Regions from separate parts of the Mus musculus genome. Here region 2 is linked to region 1. A link is a contact called in public HiChIP or PLAC-seq data. All regions are on one chromosome and are shown on one strand. The core of a region is the stretch at or near the end of the contact, and the rest is flanking DNA. Distances in the headings are between cores, read along the strand shown.

Region 1 (6,416 bases), core at 1,504-4,003:
TCAGGGGATAGCTGTCATATTGTATACTAGAAACGGGGTGCTAAGATGGTCTTATGGAAAATGTGCTTTAGAGAGAACCAGGCTGTCTTTTCTGAATGCTTTCTCTGAGACCCTGCAGTGCCTGTTTGTGGTGAGACAACAAGGATACTAAAGGAGAGCGGGCAGCCCTGGCCTTAGAACCCCCATGAGGGCAAAGTCTTCATGACTCTGTGACAACTTTTGACATATCTCTTTCCATTGGAGAATTGAAAAATACATACATATCTTCATATGGAATGGATTAGAACACAGTAGTCGAAGGAGCTTGGTGAGACAACAAACTTCACTGATCCTTCAGGTACCTACTGGAAGCTGTTAAAGGCCAAGGCCCATGAGACTGTATTCATCAGTATTTAAGGCAGCTTTCCTTTTATACCCCTCAAGTAAATTATAGATGGAATTTCTGATGTTATGACTGGAGACTAGGGCAAAAGCAAACCCAATTCTGTGTACATCATCATTTCTAACAGTTCAAAGAACACCTTCTCTCTCCAGTGTGTGTGTGTGTGTGTGTGTGTGTGGAGGGGGAGAAATCTGTCTCCTTCCTGTGAATTTTTCATCATTACCAGCTTTCCCACAATCCAGAGTTTCTATCCATACCTCAGTGGAAACAGAGAATCCTAATAACTTTTAAGTCTTGAATAGTCAATGTAATAATCTACAAATGTAGATTTGTAGCAATCTACAAATATCAGAAGTCCTCCTCCTGAGGGGGTGAAGAAGTGACTCCATGGTTAAGAGTCCTCACTGATCTCGCAAGGGACCTGGATTCTGCCTTAACTCCTACGTGGTGTCACACAACCATCTATAACTCTAGTTCCAGGGGATCTGATGCCCTTTCCTGGCTTCCTTGGGGCCAGATGTATAGGCACATACATGCATATAGGAAAAATACTTATACATTTAAAAGATAAAAGTAAAGACATCTTAAATGTTAAATGTACTCTTCTAGAAAGCCACTCAATAATGTTTAGCTAAATATCTGATATGGTCTTCTTGTCACACCTGGATGGCCATGCTCATTGTGAGTAAGAAGAGGGTGAGTTGTCTACTTACCTGGCATTTAACTGTTAGGTTTAGAAGTCAGGCTGCAGTTCAGAGTGACGACAAGGTCTTACTTAAAGAGCCTGTTTCAAACTATGCCCTGATTTTGTCATGTTCGAATCATTTATAGCATGTTTTAATCCTCCCCTATATTTTCTCTTTCCTGTAGGTTCACAGCTGTGGCACAAACAGATCTGAAGGAGCCACTGAAAGCCCTTGGCATTACTGAGATGTTTGAGCCATCAAAGGCAAATTTTACAAAAATAACAAGTATGTCAAGTTTAAAATGTAAATTTTGAGAAAATGTTACAGGTCCTTCTTTGCTCAAAAAAAGAAATAGGAAAATCGGGAGTATGTTGCCCTAAACCTGTGCTAATTTTAGTTTGATGCATTGCCAAAGGATGCCGTTGAGTGCCTACGGCTCAGTTAGCATTCGTCCTTTCCTCCTGCATCTCATCTGAGGCCTGAAGGACCACCAGGATAAGGACTTCTTTCTGCATTGCCTGTTTACCCAAACACTTGGCTTTTTTTCCTTCCCTGATGCTGGGACTTGAACCCACGTCTGTGTGCTTGCTAGACAAGTGCTCTACTGCTGAGGACCTGTGTAACCCTTGAGTTTGCCTCTTAATTAGGACTGAGTTGTTTTTTGTTTTTTGTTTTTTTAATATAAATTTTCCCCTTGGGTTTGGGAAAAAAAAAAAAAAAACTTTAAGATTTTCGAATTCTCAAACATTTAGCTTACTTCCACAGAGCAACTACTGTAGGCTTGCCTTGTATCCAGAAATGTATTTTGCCATTTGTCTGAAGTAACGAATTCAATACCTCTCATTGAGACTGTCCTTCACCCAAGCAGCTATTCATAACACATACCTAGCATCCTCTTTGTGTATTTGCCATTAGGCCTAGAATTGTTTGAATGGGTCAGGTCTCTGACGTCTACATTTAGAACACAATTTCCAATGACGAGCTATAGCTTGGACATGCAAAGTACTCTGGTGTGTATTTTAACCCTTGACTGGTAGAGAGGTAGTTTTATTACCAACCCCAGTTGCGTGCTCAAGAGTATCTGAATATCTCCTGCGGGAGAAGCGCCTGCCCCCTCACCCCTAACCCACCCTCACACCTTCGCTGGAACTGAAGCTCCACTGATCCATCTTCCCATTCTCTTTCATTCCTGGTCCCCAGCCCAGCACATTAGCATAACCTGTTCAAAATCCTCTTAGGAATGCGTTTCTTGGTTCGGATCCAGATCCCTGAATCACACCTTTATTTTAATGGGATCCTTGGCCTAATAAACTTTGAGAAAGAAGCGCTTCTTGTTCAAAATCTCCTGTTATAGTCTGGGTACTAAGTAGGAGGCCCAGGCACCCTGAATCTTCTTGAGCTGCTCTCTTTAACCTGGTAGGTGACCTGAGCCACATAAACAGTCACCTGGTCTCAGCTAGCCATGGTAGAGCTGGCTATTTGTGCAGAGAGAGAGAGAGAGAAGTTCTTTTGTTCTTTTTACCAGACCCATATCCCATCATGCTCATGCTGACAAGAGTTGGTGTCCTTTTGGGTAGTAGCAGCCCTGGGAATTGTGCGGTTGTTTTTGGACCTGAGGGAACTGAATCCACTGGAGGATCCCCAAGGCACAGCTGCAGTTCTGTGCCTGGCCCTTCCCAGGAGTTCCCTCCTGATATTGCTGTGCTGGCAGATAGTGTGGCTATGAAAGCCAGCACTTCTGGAGCCTAACTAACCGTGGGACTAGGGACAGATTTCTTAACCTTGTGAGCCTCAGTTTCCCCATCTGAAACCCTCTCTGGGATAGACAGTCGAGTTAGATTATATTATTGTCTTTCTACTTCTGGGGGAAAAAATGGCATCTTTATAGATCTTTGTTCTTTTCATTTTTAAAATAAAATTAATAGTCATCTGAGTTGAAGTGATTAGAGGCACTAAAACATTTAGGGTCTGGGAATCCATCCCAGAAGTAACAATTGCAAATCATTTAGCAGAAATTGAAATCTACTGCAAGTGACAGCCACGCACGGCCCTCAGTCTGCAGGACTATCGAGTTACTTCTGACCCTTTTCATAAGCTGGAATTTGCCGTGGCTTTGAGGTTACTCCTGATAACTCTAGATGGCATGCTCATCAAAGAAGTGCTGATTTTGTGTTTTCTGGGAACAGGGTCAGAGAGCCTTCATGTCTCTCACATCTTGCAAAAAGCAAAAATTGAAGTCAGTGAAGATGGAACCAAAGCTTCGGCAGCAACAAGTAAGTGCTGGCTCACGTGGCAAGGCCACGCCAATAGGAAAGCAGACACACTCCAGGTTCACTCTGCAGCTCAGCTGACTTCTAGGGAGTCTTGAAAGCTGACCCTTGGGAGACAGCAATGAGTATGAACTAATGAAGTAGTTCATCATAATGAGGAGGAGGAGGAGGAAGAGGAGGAGGAAGGAGGAGGAGAAGGATGTTGAGGAAGAGATAGGAAGGCGCCTTGGAGACACCAATGTGTATGGGTAAAGTGTTTGATGATGGTGGTGATGATGACGACAATGTTGATATCAGGGGTGTAGCTCAGTGGTGTGAGTACTTGCCCAGCATACACAAGGCTATGGGTTTGAACACTTAACACTGACAAAAAATAAATCATGTTAGTGTAGGAATTTCATCTAGGAAAGGGGTACCATTTCCCTGGAAAGAGCTAGCTAGCATGTTATTTCAGCCATGCAGCCCTCACTGTCTTCAGCCCAAAACCTCAAGTCTGCAAATACAGCAAGAAAGCAACCAGAGGCATGCAACTGAGTAGATATGGCTCGCCCAGTCTTCTAATAAAACTTTATTTATCAAACCAGGGGTTGGCAGTGTAGACCTAGCCCTAGTACCATTGCATGTTGGTCCCTGCTCTCAGCAGGAAAAAGCATGTGTGGCTACTTTACCAACCAGAAAGGCTCATCTTTAGATTGAAAGGCAACAGCAAGTACAGGAGCATAGCTGCTCCAGTCTCCCCAGGACAATGTGAAGAATCAGCATCGTCTACAGGACAGCACCAGGATTGCTGGGCAGCCTTCTTTGATCATTAGAACATCTGCATCTCTCCCCTTGGCAGATTATAAGGAAGGAAGACCTAAGCATGTCTCCACCAGCACCAGCAATACCATCAATCGTCCATGTTAAAAAGATTGGTTTATGAGATTGTAAACTCATAAACTAGTTTCACTGAACATCCTGCTGAGCGATTGACTATTTCTAGTCATGAAACAAAGTTATCATTTATTCTACAGAGTTAGCACCTTATCACCTCCACAATAAATGCTTATTTTTTTTCCTGTTGCTTTAAAATAGCACTTAACATAAGGACCTGGAATACTAGTTTTGATTTTTTTTTTAATACCCTTTGTCTTCTCTAGGTGACGGCTTCATGTTAAAATGATTTGTCCGTCTTGCCAACTACCATTCCAGTCAGGACATGATTTATAGAGGAGCTCTGTGTGAATGGAAATGTAGACTCCCTTGTTCTAAATTTTACTAGGGATCTCAAGACCACTACAGCAGAATGTTAAACCAAATCCGGGGCTCTGTGTCAGCAGGCTTCGGCCGCTAAATTAGTCAGCTCAGGGTCCCCTAATGATGTCAGAAACCAGAGAACTTAAACAACAGATGTCTATTTTTCCCACAGCTCTTGAGGCCAGAAGTCTGGGGTTGGAGTGGCAGCAGGGTTGGCTTCTCTTGAGGTCTTTGTGTGCTCATGAGACTTGTGTGCTCATGTGGTTTTGTCATGTCCCTGGAGATGCTCCCCATCGTAATAAGGATATCAGGCCTGTTGGGTTGGTGCCTCACCTTTAGGTCCTTCTGTATCCTTAGTAGACTCTGTGAAGGGCCTGTCTCCATGTGTAGTCATATAAGGAGCCTAGCGCCTCAATGGAGGAGTGTCACCAGTCTACACTGCATGCTCTCTAACTGTAATTCTGGGTAAAGCAGTCTGCCCAGCATAACTTCCCAGTATTCCTTTTCTCAGAGCAAGCCACATCACTTATGCTTTTCAAAATACTGAGCCAGTGTGCCAGACACTAGTAGTTATACTACCCTTCTCTCTTTCCTTAGCCTTACCATGGTCTTTATTAAACAGGGCCAACCATTGGTCAAAGTAGGCAGATCTAAGACTTACATGTCTAAAGAATCTTTCTTTCAGGCGAGGGTGTCGTTCGGTAGCAAATAACTTGCTTAGTGGTCACATTGTCCTGGGTTTTATCCCCACTATATTACAAGAATAACAAAAAGTTGTTTTCTAAGTCAGATATCTGCAGCCAATGAGTTGAGCGAGTGGTGGTGTAATATAGCAGGTGCAGATGAGCAGTCTGTGTTGCTGTCACAAAGGACATCTAAATGATGTACCAAAGGAGAAGACGCAGAGCCGACAGTTAAGCATTCTGAGCTGGCCTTTGATATGCAGAAAGGATGTGGGTAGGTTGAAGAGGTCCAGAGGCTTTATCAGCACAGCAGATGGTGTGAGTAAAAATAGCTTATAATAACAGCAAATATTCTCTGGGTGCTCATTTGGTGCCAGTCTCTGTCCCAAGAGCTGTAGTGTGTTTGTCATTCACTCCCCATAAATCTATGAAAGCTAAGAACATTTATTGTGAAGATGGGGCTTTTATCGAATATGTGAGACAGTAACTGAAAAGGCCATCCCAATAAATAGTGACCATTGAGACCATTATAACATGCCAGCTTAGAAGACAAAGCAAACGTACCCTCAGACGCCAGCCTCTGGGTGTCATCACTGCCCTGGTACTTACTGGATAACACATCATTTCTTCTTCTTTCCATAGCTGCAATCCTAATTGCAAGGTCATCACCTCCCTGGTTTATAGTAGACAGGCCTTTCCTGTTTTCCATCCGACACAATCCCACAGGTGAGTGACTCTTCTGTTTTATTGCCTGTGGTTTGTGTGCAGAAAGGTCCATCCACTGCAGCTAGTGTTGCACCCCGTCAGTGTGGCCCTTAATCTGTTTTCTTCATGTCAGCTATAGGAGACACTACCAATACTATAACCCCCCTACACACACCACACACACACTCTAAAGAGGCAAGAAAATGAACTCTGTGTTACAGAGTTTGGTGGGACCTTTTAACTATTGTTCGGGTTGTAGATTTGGAAGAAGGTGGTAGTTTTTAACATGAAAAGGTGCAACATGCCCTTTGAAATTTTTTTTCATAGTTTTAAAAATACCTTAAATATCACAACAAACTCTGTTTCTTCAACTTCTGTGGGGTCACTCAGATTTAGTGCCTTAGGAATTGTCCATTGGAAAGATCTTGGCTCCACAGCTCTTACGTTAAATTGG
Region 2 (6,790 bases), core at 501-3,000, 720 kb before region 1:
ACTTAATCTGTCATGAATCAAACCTTATGGCAGTGGTTTTCAACCTTCCTATCACTGTGACCCTTTAATACTGTTCTTCATGTTATGGAGACCTCCCAACCTTAAAATTACTTGCTACTTCATAGCTGTAATTTTGCCATTATGAATTGTATGCAAATATCTGATATGTTGGATATCTGATATGTGAGATCCCTAAAGGGGGTCGAGATCCACAGGTTGCGAACCAGTGCCTAAGGGTGTGAAAAGGGTCAGAAGTCGGAACAGTGACTGTTTACAAAGTCTTACAGTTCTTCCCAGATTCCTTTGCAAGGAATCCCTTTGAGAGGCTGGGTCCTGTATTAGTAGATTCTGACCATTTTTCAAAGGTGATGGTAGCAATTCCAAACACCAAGAATCAAGGAGAACAAATGTTCACCCAACAGGCAAAGTCTTCAGAGATGCAGAAAGAGGTATAGAAAGATCTAGAACACAATCAGAGAAGATATTACTTGCCAATATCAAAAGCTCTCAGGAAACCATCTTTGAAATTACTTGCCTTTAGCCATTATGTTAACCTACAAAAATGACGTCTTCATGTAGTCTGATATAATTATTGTCCATTAAGGTCCATAAGTAATATTCTCCCAAGATCCACACCATCACCATTTAGCTCTTCTTATCTGAACAATGCATACTTTTTTTGTAATTCTTTAAACTCCTTCCCACCTCCGTGCCATATGAGTATTTTATTCCTTCCTTTACAAACTTGGACTCATGAGTCCTTAACTGACCTACTAGAAAAATACTCAGAAAACCATGTACTAAATAGACAGAGGGGGCCATTGGGGAATGCTGCTTTCAAATGACCTAACCTTGTTCTTTTCACAGATTTCTTTAAGACATGCTGCTGGTGCATCTGATTTCTTTTGTAACACGGGCAGGACTATCAATTGCCTTTGGTTAAGAAAAATAAATCCAGTAAGAGCTTAAAAGAGGAAACATTTTGTTATTCTGTGCAGGCCTGATAATATTACCTAAGCATGGCCCTCCATAGGTTTCACCATCAGCTGCCTTTGAACAAGGAGAACCTGTGAAATTCATCCTGATAAGCTCTGCAAATTAGAGCTTTAAGGATCATTATGCAAATGATATTCAAATGCACACACCGGGGCGCCAACCAGCAAGTGTGAATTGCAGTATTCAAAGGGAATAGACAGCTCCCATCCCTTTTCCTTGATGAGGAGAAGCAAACCAAAGTAGGCTTGCACATCTTCCTGAACCTGTGGAGAATGCAGGTTCAAGAGCTCAGAAAGGAACTACATGGTGCATGATTAGCATAATACCCATCCTCAAAAAAAAAAAAAAAAAAAAAAAAACTTATTTGAGATGGCATTTTATATTCCTCTAAGACATAACTTTCACGTCCACGTTGATTCATCACACAATCATGTGAAACCGGTGATGTGACTATAACAGGAAATAGGCTCTAGGTCTGTACAACCTCCTTTGAGGACACGTTAGAGTCCTCTGTGGACAGGTGTTTTTATTTTACTGTACTGGCTACTGTATTTAACATTAACCAAGTTTGCAATGAGCCAGACAATAGCAAACAAATTAAAAACTCTTTCTTCACAGCAAGGGATTTTTTTGTTTAAAAACATGCAAGGCTTGCATAGCTTGGAGTTTCTCACACAGCAGCTGGCATCACTGGCCACAGATCTAACAGCCTGCAGAAAGCATCCCTCCAAGTCCCCTCAAGGATCCCCTGCCAGAGTTAGGAAATAGCAGTAGCAAACACTGCCTGCAATCAGTGAAACCCGCAGGAGCTGTCCTCTAGCAAGAATGCAAGCCAACAAATGCTGGTTGCATAGCTTCAAACATCAGCCACCCCTGGAATTAATTAGCTAAAAAAAACTTGGCAGGGGAGATTTATTCAGTGCATCAATAGTTCTAGATTGTATGGCTCTCAATCGTGCCTCCTTTGGTGTAGATGCATTTCAGAATGTAAATGAAAAAGAACTTGAAGGGAAGGGGAACTTACATGTGTAAATGACATCTCCACTTTGGAATGTGATTGACTCTTTCAGCTCTTTGCCTGTATGAAAGCCACTGATCTATCTGCCCATCCATCTATCCATCCACCCATCTATCTATCATCTAATCTATTTACCTATCATCTATCTATCTATATCTCTCTCATATGTGTGTGAGAGTTTAAACATAACAATGAATTCCTATTTACCAAGAACAATTTCCCTGCCCTCTTGTGTCTTCCCATCTCAAGCCATTTAGCCTTCTACTAACATTTTCTGCACTGATTCTTCTTGGACTGCATTGCTTTATTTGTGAACTTTGGACCATTCTGCAGCAGGGACACGTATATTTGACATTCTAGTTCTGATCCGAGGGCACCTCAATATTCTGAAGGACTTATAAAGAAAAATCTAGCAGGAATCAATAATTTTATTTCTCATTTCATTGAAGTAGATTTTTATCCATATTTACTGCCTTGAGGTTTCACAGTCTGTGTGTGTTACCTCTACTGACCCCAGTTACTTGCTTAACTAGAATGTGCTGCTTCAGAAGGGCAGCATATTAAGGCAGAGACTGCATTATAAAATGCCTTTGGAAAAAATCAAATCAGCTAGAGCAATGTACAGCCACATTTTCCACTATCTGGAAATGCAGCCAACATGGACACAAAACAAGTAGGAAACTGCCTCTTGGTTTCCACCACTCACACCCCACTTGTAAATCATTGGCTCTGAGGGTACGTATGAGAGGGAAGCTTTCTCTCAGATCATGCCTTACAGCTCAGTGGCCTCTGCCCTCCTTGATGGGTTCCCTATCAAAAGGTAAGGATCCTTTCCAAACATTTCCACAGCTGCCATTGGTCTGACTCCATAAACCCTGACAAATAACACAAAATCTTTAGTCAGCTACCCCTTTTTCTTCTAACTTCCATCTCAGAATTATCAGTAGGATACACTACACCTTACACACACACACACACACAGTTTAGGGAAATGGCTCAGTGTCAAATTGCTTACTCTGCAAGCAAACTCAGATCCTCAGAACTAACATGAAAAACTAGGCAAGGCAACACATACCTGTATAACCCAAACTTAAGAGCAGAGACAGACAGCTATCTGGAGCTCACTGACTGGACAGCCTAGCCTGGCCAAATCTATAAGCTTCAGGTTCCATAAGAAACCCTGTCTCAAAAACCCTGTGGGCCTTATATCTACACACACAGCACACATGCACGTGTGTGCATACGCACACATGTGTGCTCATACACACAGACACTCATATACATAGCACCAAAAGAAAACTATAAGAGGAAAAAGTTCTAAGAATTATTGCTTCTCACCAATCAGTTACCCAAATATTGTGATGCATTTCAGTAGACATGGTTACAGTTCTCATTTAAGAGATGCTGGAGATTGTATTCTGAAGCAAAGAAACTGCCGTATGTTTTTCATGCAAGCAGAACTCAAGCTGTTTGGAGACATTAATGTTTTTCATGATTGCCATTATCAAGGCCATAGCTAATACTCACTAAAGGTCCTTTGTGGACCAGACTCTACACCTAGGAGCTCCTAACACAGTGATGAATGTGTGTTCTTCATCCTACAGACCAAGGAGTCAGCACAAAAGAAAGACACAGGTTCCAAAATCACGATAGCCACAACAAAGGTCTGCTTCTTTCTGCTCCCTGCTAACTGGGATTCAGAAATTTGTCAAAAGGAAAATCTACCATGACTATGTCTCTCTATACTAGGTGGGAGTGGGGTGGGGATGGAAAAGGGGTAGGGGTGGGGAGAAAGTCTTTTCCTGAAACTTGAAGTCATTTTTTTTTTCCTGTTGCAATTGAAGTTGTAAACGTTGCTTTAGCTGAGACCCTTTGGGAATTTTAGTGTTTGCCTTCCCAAATCTCAGTCCTCTGATCTGTCAGTCTGCCAGTTTTAGCTACTGACTCCTGACCTTGAAGCTGGCAAAAATCTAGAGTCATCAGTGGAAGCAGCAGAATAGGCAGATGTCCCATGGACAGAAAGTCAGACCTCTCTCACCCCTATAGTGTCTAGGGAAATGGTTGGAACAGCGTTTCAGCTTTCTATGTTTTCCATATCATAGGCCACCTTCTAACAGTTCAGGATTGCACAGGTATTCAAAATCAGCTATTTGGGTTTGAATGTTTATCAAATAATTTTTCAATATTAGTTTTTTTAATAAAGAACAAGGGGACCTTTGCCAGCTCTGTTTGAAGGAAATATACCTTCCTGAGACATACATCTAAGAACAATTTCCTTTTACATTCATCTAGTCATTCAGCAGCAAATACAGCCATCCCCTTCCTCAAGGCCAGACAATGTATCAAAAGCTGGACATGCATTGCTGTATGCCCTGAGAACCCAATGTCAATTAGGAAGGTAGACAAGCAAACAGGAAATGCCTGTTTGACATGAACAGAGCTGAGAAGTGGATCCTGGACACTGGCTTCTGCAAACCTATAGCCCTCTATGATGGATCATGAGCTGTTGATGATCATCCTTCCATGAGAACAAGGGCTATGCAAGTATTGGGAATCAGACAGTCGTGAACTTAGTCGTTACTCTTAGATTTCCCTACCCCATCCATGAGAAAACACAACATTAAGACATTTGTCCATGATTTTTCACAAGTAGTGAATATGTTAGTCAAAAATGGTTTTTCTTCCATTTTCTTTGTGTGTGTGTGTGTGTGTGTGTGTGTGTGAGAGAGAGAGAGAGAGAGAGAGAGAGAGAGAGAGAGATACATATGTATGTATCTGTTACACATGTATTGGGGATCTAAATGCACTTGTGTCCTCAGGCATATGGAGGCTGAAGAGAGAATCATTTTGATCAAATTTCTACCTTTTTCAGTGAGGCAGAGTCTCTCAGACAATCCCAGAGATCTCAGATGTGGGTATTCTTATTAGCCAGTTTAATCAAAGGGACCTTAACCCCATCTTCTGGGACGAGAATTACAGAAGGGCTTCTAAGCCCTGGCTTCTATGGATTGAAATCTCCTCTCCTCTCACTTGTTTCCAAATGCTTAACCACTGAGCCATCTCCCCAAACCCTCAAAAACAATGTAAAAAAAAAAAAGTGTTGTTTCTTCTTGGACTCAGTAGTCTTATTTGTAGGTAAACTGTGCCGTCAGAAGAAACCGATAGGGTAGGCTCTTCTCGCTCAGCTCATCTTGTATTCTGAGACCACATTTATTCCACAGGGTCAGAAGGAGACATGTTCCTGTCTCTTCAAAGAGAATGAATTATAGGGAATTTCTCACTTAGTTATCTACAGATAATAGAATCTTCTTTTTCCTTGGCTTCAAACCAGACAGATTTATAACGGCTAAAGCCCACTGGGCTCTCGTGGAATAAAAATGATGGCTCAGGTGTTATTTTTAGTCCTGCAAACTCCATATTTTCAAAGGTTTTAAAACTGAGTAATTAAGTTACATATAACTAGCATATACCCTACAGTCTTTAAAGACATATTAATGTGGGTGCTTTTAAAGAGCTGTAATTGGGGAGTACTATGTTCAATTTCTGTCACACTAACACTGCAGAGTGTCAGATGTCTGCAAACAAGATGGTATAGGAACATGTAGTGACATATTTAGGTACCCGTGTGTGCCATATGGTGTCACCTGGGCTACGTTTAAAGACTTACAGAAGGCATAAAATGATAATGAATGGTCTAAAAACTGTCGAATATCACTCAAAATGTTGTGTTCTACTTAAGACTACCACAAGAGGGCATTCTTCCTCCAACTTATATGCAAACAAATTCTTCCTTTGATTTGTCCAAGCAAAAAGCTGGGAGTGGGGGAAGGGGATAGGGGTTTTTCGGAGGGGAAACCAGGAAAGGGGATAACATTTGAAATGTAAATAAAGAAAATATCTAATAAAAGAAAAAATATGTGTAGGATATGTGTTGACGTTCCTTCGCCTGGCTGGGGGAATGTTTATGCTGTTGTCTGATTATGACACAGTATTCTCTGCTCATTACTCTCTCCCTTTCTGGTTTGACCTTCATAGGCTGCTAATTAATGGCTTCTGACAAATGAAAGACGGGAACTTTTTTTTCCCCTTAGTATGTGGATTTTTTTTTTGTCTGGTTGTGATTTGTCACTGGAATTCTCTAATAAAGCCAGTGGTTTTTCTGTGTGTCTCCCCTAGGGATTCTTTGAGGAGGAGGAAGGTAAAGAGTATATCTACAAAGAGCCTAAGCTGACAGGGCTCTCGGAGATCTCCCAAAGGCTTCTCAAGCTCTATGCAGACAAATTTGGAGCAGACAATGTGAAAATAATTCAAGATTCCAACAAGGTAGGTGAACAAACAGTGTTCACACAGTGACTTGACAGTGTTCACACAGTGACTTGACAGTGTTCACACAGTGTGACTTGACAGTGTTCACACAGTGTGACTTGAGAGTGTTCACACAGTGTGACTTGATAGTGTTCACACAGTGTGACTTGACAATGTTCACACAATATGACTTGACTAGATTTTTCCTATTTCTACGCACTGTTTTTAATTTTCCATGCGAAATGAACTAGCCAAAATACTTGAGATATTTTGCATGTTGATTGGCTGGTGAGGTTTTGGATTTTTTTTTTATGTTTGTATCTACATGAGTTTATGAACACCATGATTATGCATGTGTTCACAGAGGTCAGGAGAGGGCATTGGATCCTCAGGACTCTGGACTTACAGGTGATTGCAAACCACCAAGTGGGTGCTGCTAACCCAACCCAAGAGCGTGATTGTAAAGCACCA

What was found. HiChIP or PLAC-seq counts read pairs in DNA pulled down with a chosen protein or histone mark.
Region 2: an H3K27ac HiChIP or PLAC-seq map of VIP interneurons shows a contact between it and region 1, with 6 times the contacts expected there. The contact joins two enhancer-like sites. A contact is called at or near these places in 17 of 484 Hi-C or Micro-C datasets (the AML12 cell line, the G1E-ER4 cell line, the STO cell line and 11 more) and 1 of 115 datasets of contacts at active chromatin or transcription factors (VIP interneurons).

The regions. Positions count from the first base shown.
Region 1 is chr1:79,796,393-79,802,808 of GRCm38.p6, reverse strand. It overlaps Serpine2 (serine (or cysteine) peptidase inhibitor, clade E, member 2), which reads left to right. Exons shown (of 9, transcript NM_009255.4): 6 at 1,253-1,353; 7 at 3,255-3,341; 8 at 5,900-5,983. Among named protein-coding and RNA genes, the nearest start is that of Gm39666, 11 kb to the right of the region's middle. Within about 2 kb of position 2,753, at least 2 of the 459 cell types and tissues checked have an H3K27ac peak or open chromatin away from gene starts, as enhancers often do. A contact at or near this core is called in VIP interneurons, where this site is marked.
Region 2 is chr1:80,515,036-80,521,825 of GRCm38.p6, reverse strand. It overlaps Dock10 (dedicator of cytokinesis 10), which reads left to right. Exons shown (of 56, transcript NM_175291.4): 51 at 6,191-6,337. Among named protein-coding and RNA genes, the nearest start is that of 1700016L21Rik, 72 kb to the right of the region's middle. Within about 2 kb of position 1,750, at least 5 of the 459 cell types and tissues checked have an H3K27ac peak or open chromatin away from gene starts, as enhancers often do. A contact at or near this core is called in VIP interneurons, where this site is marked.